2 separate regions of the Hordeum vulgare genome follow, and region 2 is linked to region 1. A link is a contact called in public Hi-C data. All regions are on one chromosome and are shown on one strand. Each heading gives the region's core, a stretch centred on a gene start, on an enhancer-like site or on the middle of the called end of the contact. The rest is flanking DNA. Distances are from core to core; before and after follow the strand shown. Region 1 holds the start of LOC123425141 (transcription factor MYB102-like). Region 2 holds the start of LOC123425144 (pectin acetylesterase 2-like).

Evidence for each region. Hi-C and Micro-C count contacts between places; a contact is called where the count stands out from the background.
Region 2: a contact with region 1 is called in a Hi-C map of seedling, with 4 times the contacts expected there. The contact joins the promoter of LOC123425144 here to the promoter of LOC123425141 in region 1. A contact is called at or near these places in 3 of 6 Hi-C or Micro-C datasets (leaf and seedling).

What each region holds. Positions count from the first base shown.
Region 1 is chr2H:77,027,664-77,031,049 of MorexV3_pseudomolecules_assembly, forward strand. LOC123425141 (transcription factor MYB102-like) reads right to left here and starts at 1,647. Exons shown (of 2, transcript XM_045108817.1): 1 at 927-1,647; 2 at 1-621. The coding sequence starts at 1,059.
Region 2 is chr2H:77,831,806-77,835,260 of MorexV3_pseudomolecules_assembly, forward strand. LOC123425144 (pectin acetylesterase 2-like) reads right to left here and starts at 2,066. Exons shown (of 12, transcript XM_045108818.1): 1 at 1,435-2,066; 2 at 535-617; 3 at 291-420; 4 at 64-137. The coding sequence starts at 1,618.

The sequences.
Region 1 (3,386 bases), core at 397-2,896:
CGTTGGCCGCGCCGCCGGGGCTCACGCCGGCCATCGAGTTTAGCGTGCTGGAGCTGGACACCGACGGGATGACCGCGCCGTGCAGCGCGTCCGCGTCCAGGTACCCGGCGAAGTCCGCCGTCTGGTTGTTGTTGTTGTACCCAGACAGCGACGACAGGGACCCGTCGTCGCTGCACCCGCCCACCGCGGCGTGCACGCCGGCGGCGCCGTCCATGCTGCCCCGGCTGTACACGTAGCTCTCCGCCGACACCAGCGGCGGCATGTGCTGTCCCACTTCCCCCACGGGCGACGACAGTATCAGCTCGGCCTCGCTGAACACGGCGCTGCGGCTGACTGGCGCGGCGGCGGCGGCGGCGGCGGCGGGGGCGAGCGGCTTGTGGGTGGCCGGGTCGATGCCGCGCTGGCGGAGCTTCTTCTTGATGAAGGAGTTCCAGAAGTTCTTGACCTCGTTGTCGGTGCGGCCGGGCAGCTGCGCGGCGATCTGAGACCACTTGTTGCCGAGGATGGAGTGGAGGTGGATGATGAGGTCCTCCTCCTCCTGCGAGAAGGCGCCCCTCTTGAGGTCCGGCCTCAGGTAGTTTATCCACCTCAGCCTGCAGCTCTTCCCGCACCTCTCAAGGCCTAATAATGCAGCAACGATATATTGATTAAAAACCGATTAATTCCATCAAATTAGCACTTAAAAACTGCTAACTAACCAGTTCTCCACACAACAAACATTGTCAATCAATTGCATCATACGTACTTACAAAAGCAAACCATCTCTAATTTAGTTCGAAAATACCGGAGTGGCACTAGCATAGCATGACTGACGAGAAAGCTACTGCTGCATTGGTGGATGATCAAGAAGGAGGGGGCGAGCTAGCAAGCTATCTACTCTACTCCACTCAGCCAGCAGCAGCGATGTTGATAGGTTGGTACGGTACCTGCAATCTTGGGGACGGAGCTCCAGCAGCCGTTGCCGTACTTGGCAATGTGGTTCATCAGCTTCTCGTCCTCCTCCGGCGACCAGAGGCCGCGCTTCAGCCTCTTCTTCGTCCCTCCCGGCCGCTTCGACATGCCGCCGGCCGGCTAAGACGACACGAACCAACGCTCAATGGCGTGCCGTACGTCGGCGCCGGCTGTCGCGAGCGGAAGGCGGCGGGCGGCGGAAGGCAATGTCGACGGGCCGGTGAGAGGACCGACGGAGCGATGGAGGGAAGGCAAAGCGAGGCGAGAGTATAAAAGGGGCCTCAAGGCGGAAGGCGGGGGGTCGCTCTCAGGTAGGTGCCAACGTAGCGCTTGCCTCACCTCGCTCTTTCTAGCCAGCCAGCCATTGTACACAGTACACACACACACATAGCTAGCCAGTGTCAGTAGTACTGCTGCCGGCGTACTCTCTCATCTTTTCAGCTCCAGTGAATCCGCCTTTGCCCATCCATCCTACTCTCACAGTCACAGTTGGTCGTGAAATCTCTGGCCCGTGCCGTGTGAGTGTGTGTGTGTGCGCTGATTAGACGTGCAAAGATAGATTAGGTCTCGTAACTGTCCACCCAGCTGCAGTGGTAGGGCTGGTTGACTCTTTTCTGTCCCCCTGCTAGCTTTTCCCGCGCCTTTCCCCCGCCTAATCATTTTTCACCTTGACACCTTTGCATATCCTCCACCACCACCACCACCACCACCACCACCCGCACAGATGCTGTATGCATGCATTGCATGCACCCCGTGGGACTTTGGACGACGACGCTCACTTTGCGTTAACATCACTTCTCGATGCTGCAAGTTGTCCGGAACGCAAGCAATTGATCAGCGAAGCACGGCGCGCGGCAGACATGTCCTGTCGGTCGTCTCTCGTGTAACGCCATCGACTCTCCGGCCGCCACGCATATGATATGAATAACAACAGTCACGTACGTAGCCCCTTCAATTCCTGTCAGTGTAGGGTACGTGCGTCACTTTGGAATTATATATGTCTCCATCAAGTAAACTTTTTGAAGTTTGATTGTCCGTGCATGTTGAAAGAATCGCAAACATTTATTGACAGTGTCAAACTGATCACTACTAAATGATATATTTCTGTCGGTCATTCAACAGTTACGTACATAACCCCCTCAACTCCTGTCGATATACATGGTACTCTAGAATATGTCTCGATCAATAGAACATTTTTTTGGTAGTGTCGAATTGGCAGGTACTACTAAATTCATCATGAAATACAATATACATACATATCCATGTTGTTTTAAAATTACATGTTTCAAAGAACCCGTGATCAAAATGATACGTTTGAAATGGTGCCAATGCATGCCGAAAACGACGCGTATTTCAACACGCAGGTAGCACTGCTGGTTACTAGCCGGATGCCACAGTGGAAGAACCTTATCATGTCACCGATGCGTACGGAGGCAAGTGATCCTATCATTAGGGTGAAGATTGGCTTGCAAGAAAGAGGGAGCTAGCTAGCTGAGAGAAGAGGCCAAATGCCCCATGTGGCACGAGAGAATTAATCTGAGGATCGACACTACAGCAAAGCATGTGTGGACAACGGGGCGCTGCGATGATAACCACATAATAACCATTAGCTGAAAAACACGTTCGCTTTTTCCAAGCTAGCTACTCTATATGAAGAAGCAATCAAGCTGGTGTGAGTCTATAATGTGTGTGCGATCCCTGCTTTGGCCACAGCGATCCAGGGTTTCTATATGGAAGAGATCGTCGGTTAGATCATTTTCCCTGGCAGAGAGCCCGTCGCCAGCGAATAGTGACCGCGTGACATAGAGCGTTTGTAGCACACGTGCCACTACTCACCGACAGGGTTCACTGTAGTGGTTCTGCTCGCGCCTGCATGAAATGTTAGGTTCACGCTACGTACAAACGGGCCGGCGCCACCATCTGCGTTGGCCGCCGTCGACCTGTCGCGCTCGCCGTCTGGGCCTTCTTCTTCTTCTTCTTCTTCTTCTTCTTCTTCTTCGTTGAAATGAGACATGAAGCGGACTTCACATATTGGAGCAGAATGGACAACGAAGATGAGATGAGCAAATCGACACCTGAGCTCACCGGAGAGGTCACGCTTTGGATTTTGGGTTGAGGGGAGGGGGAGGTGATGTGACGGCATGTGCCGGGAGGCTGGGGATGATATTTTCTATGGTCCATGGGTTTAGAGGGAAGATTGGTAGGGAGCCAACCGATTTGAGATGGAAGGCCTCATATTGAAACGTCGGATATTTGATGGTCATCCGTTTGTATTTTTTTGAATTGACATAGAGAAATCTTTCTCGCGTTTTCATAATTCAGGAATAGGTGACGGAGGCAACTCGAATGATTTTTGTTTTGAGGAATTAGCATGAAGCATCTAAGAATTTTTAAGGAAATGTGTTATTTTTCCTTTACGGGAATAAGAGTGCTAC
Region 2 (3,455 bases), core at 816-3,315, 800 kb after region 1:
TGTTCAAATGAAAAAGGGTCCACCACTTGTGAAATAAAATGCAGAGCTATGATTTGCACTAACCGCGTCAGCCCCATCACCGGTGAAGGATCCACCATCACAATACCGAACCTTCACTCTGTTCCAGTTGTAGAAATCTAAGAGACAAGAAAAACAGCATTACAATTCCTCAAACAAAAATGGTAACAGAGACACAGAGTAATCAACAACCATATTCTATTTTTGGACAAGAAAGTAGTACTATAACTACGCATGACAAGTTCAGGACAGCTAATCGATTAGAATAATACCTGGGTTTTCTTCAGGTCTGTTACTCATTATGCCTGTAAACTGGAGCTGCCTCTCCATGTGGTTTGATGAACCACGCCGACTGCCCTTGCGGAACACACAGCTTTTAACATCATTGCACCAGCCTCCACCCTGGAATTCAATTTAGAATCACCATCATTAGGTATGTTACTCATTTACAATTCCTAGTTCAATTCAAATTTATCTCTCAGTCCACATATATGTGAGTCGTGGAGTATTACACACCTCCAGATTGACAAGCCAATTGTTTGACCCTGATCCAGATCCTCGGTGTAGGTGGTAACCTGGTAAGCTTCCATCCAAGCATACTGTAATGCAATGTCATGGAAGTAAGCATCAGTATTTATCAGCCTACCATGCTATAAGCAATACTCAAATTCTGGTGTAAATGGGAAGAATTACCCCTGATCAGTAATTATAATGCTATAACATTTCAACAATTATAGTGCTTCCAAAATCCAAAGCATTTTGCCGCTAAGAATAGGCTTGTCTGATTCTAAATTTTACACAAACAGAATCTTCACAACACACATTCATAAATGAGCACCGCCCTACGAAAACTTCAAATCTTGAGCAATTTCCTGCCTGGTGTTTCTGTCGGGTGCCCAACTATTTAGGACCTCTGGTATATTTAGAATGGTGACCAAGCAATCATGCACGGTTAGCTCACACAATTCACAGGCAACAGTTGGCATTGAGCCCCCCACCCCCCAATTAGGTAACAAGGATCCATCATGGGCACCACCAGCAAGGCAAGGCTAGATCCACATGCATATATTTATCTAGATCCGCACATGGCACATGCTAGTACTTGTACCTAGCAATACAAGGATAAGACTATGTATGATCACTCAATCAACTAAGCACCTAAGTGGATACTGAAGAGGAGAAAAATAGAACATGAGCCATCACAATCCCTCTACGGCAACAGCAATCAGATTAATCGTTACTCTGACCGACCAGGGTCAACACAGCAGCGACCCGCATCACGCGTCTCAATGAGCCAATCTACGGCAAGCATGTGACATGCGCAATAAAAAACCAATCTTTGCAACAACAAGAAAAATACTGCTACTAGCAGACGGGCTACAGAGGAACAATTGTGGGGGAGGGAGATTTAGTTACCGGCTCCCTTGGCGGCGGCGGACTGGATGAGGGTGAGGGCGACGAAGGCGCCGTTGCTGCCGCTGCCGGAGTTGGCATTGGTGGAGTAGACCCGCGTGTCATTCGCCCACGGCTCGGAGCCGCGCGCCGCTCCCGCCAAGAACCCGAGGAGCAGGGCAAGAAGGGGCCAAGAACCCATGGCCATCCGCCCTTCCCCTCAAGCTCTCTCGCTCCTCGCCCGGGACTGGGAGAGGAATGGATCTGGAAGAGGAGAGGGAGAAGGAGAAAGGATCGCGGAAGTGGCCAAAGCAGAGAAAGGTACTTATACGCGGCCGAGTGCAAGCGCAGCTGGCTGGCAATGGCCGCTGACGGACAAAGGAAAGGAAAAGGCAGGGCCGCTTCCGGAGATTCGGTGCTGCGGTGCGATGTGTTTACTACTGCTGTGGCTGGTTCAGTGTGAACCCGGAGGTGTTACTGGTTGCCGCGTCGTCACGGTTGGGAGGCAAAGCATCTCGGATGCTGCCTGCGGGAGGAAGAAGAAAAAGGTGTGGGTGTGTGACTGACCGACGGTGGAGCTCGGAAGTCGGCAGGAGAGGGGTGGTGAAAAGCGCCGCTCAGCTCGGCTCAGGGAGGCTGTGATTGCATTCACTGCTAGCTCAGCTTTCCGGGGCCCTTGGCTTTGGCTAGCTCGGTTGCAGGCAGCTGTGTGCGGGACGGGACCGACGGCAGGCAGGCAGGCAGGCAGCTGGTTTTTTGTTTATGGGAGGACGCGCAGTTTCAGAAGGGTCCGTTTGGGATGTTCCGCTGGTAAAATCACACATAGGCCTAGTACTGAAATCTTCAAGACGCAACACGTACAGAAACGAAAGCATGGCCTCCTCTTGAGTCTTGGGTCTTGACGCAGTACAGCTCTCTTTCTCTGGCGGAATGTCTGGTCTATCGCGGGGGAACTTTTTTTCACCGAAAGCTGATGCTCGACTCCCTCCACCGACATGTTCATTCCGTCTATTTCGGTGTTAATGCCGCTTCATTTACTACTAGTACTGCTACTAGGTTAGTTGCTGCACCGGCGCAACTCTATGATTTACTACAGTCTGCAGAAAAGAAAATTAGTCCCTTTTCTCAGTCACATTTTGCCTTTTTTCATACACCGGAAAATTGAAAGGCCCTTCCGGCAAAAAAAAAAAGAATAATGGAAATTGCCCGGACCGGAGTCCCATGCGGCAGCCAGAGTACACTGCTGGCCGTACTTAAACAAACCAGGATGACTGAGGATCTGATTAACTACACTGATGGCGACGGAGACGCCACGGATCGTCTGTGGAGCCAGCGATGTGGCTCCTTAATGTGGCCGGCGAATGTGCTTACAAAATGTAGACCCTCTTTGCACGTCAGAATCTTTGATTGGAACGGACCGGTTTGGACTTGTAGGAACCAGACCATGCACTGATTATTCGGTCGCCAAACGGAATAGGAAGGACCACCATTGTTCGGATGCTCCTTGCAACTTGCAACGCTGAATTTGGCTCACTCGATGCATGCATCCACGTACTACGTACGTACGTCGTACGTGCGCTCCATAATCCGTCCATGGAAAACGAGACCTCACCGGCTCTTGGAACCAACCGGCACGGCCACGTGCCTTGGAGCCACAGCTTGACAAGAGCATCTACACTCGGACTTACAAATCTGATCCTCTAGGTCCACGGGCGCGTTCGGGTAGGGATGGAGCCAGCATGCAAGCATAACAGGAACAAGTTTGTTTATGAAAAAAACAAAGTTCATATGAAGTGAAATTTTTTAACTACAACAATCACTATCATAGTAGAAAAAACAATTTGTTAGGGGGACTAGCCCCCCTCGTCCCCATAGATTCATCCCTGCGTCCGGGCGCCCGTAAACAGCGTTTGTCGGCCTTTCATATGTTATGTCGCATATTCATATACCTTGAATGAAACATTTAAATCCATGTTATCCATGTACGTCGATCATTCGATATAAGTTATTCAAATTCAATAGTTCGAAACAAAGCAAATCAAAGC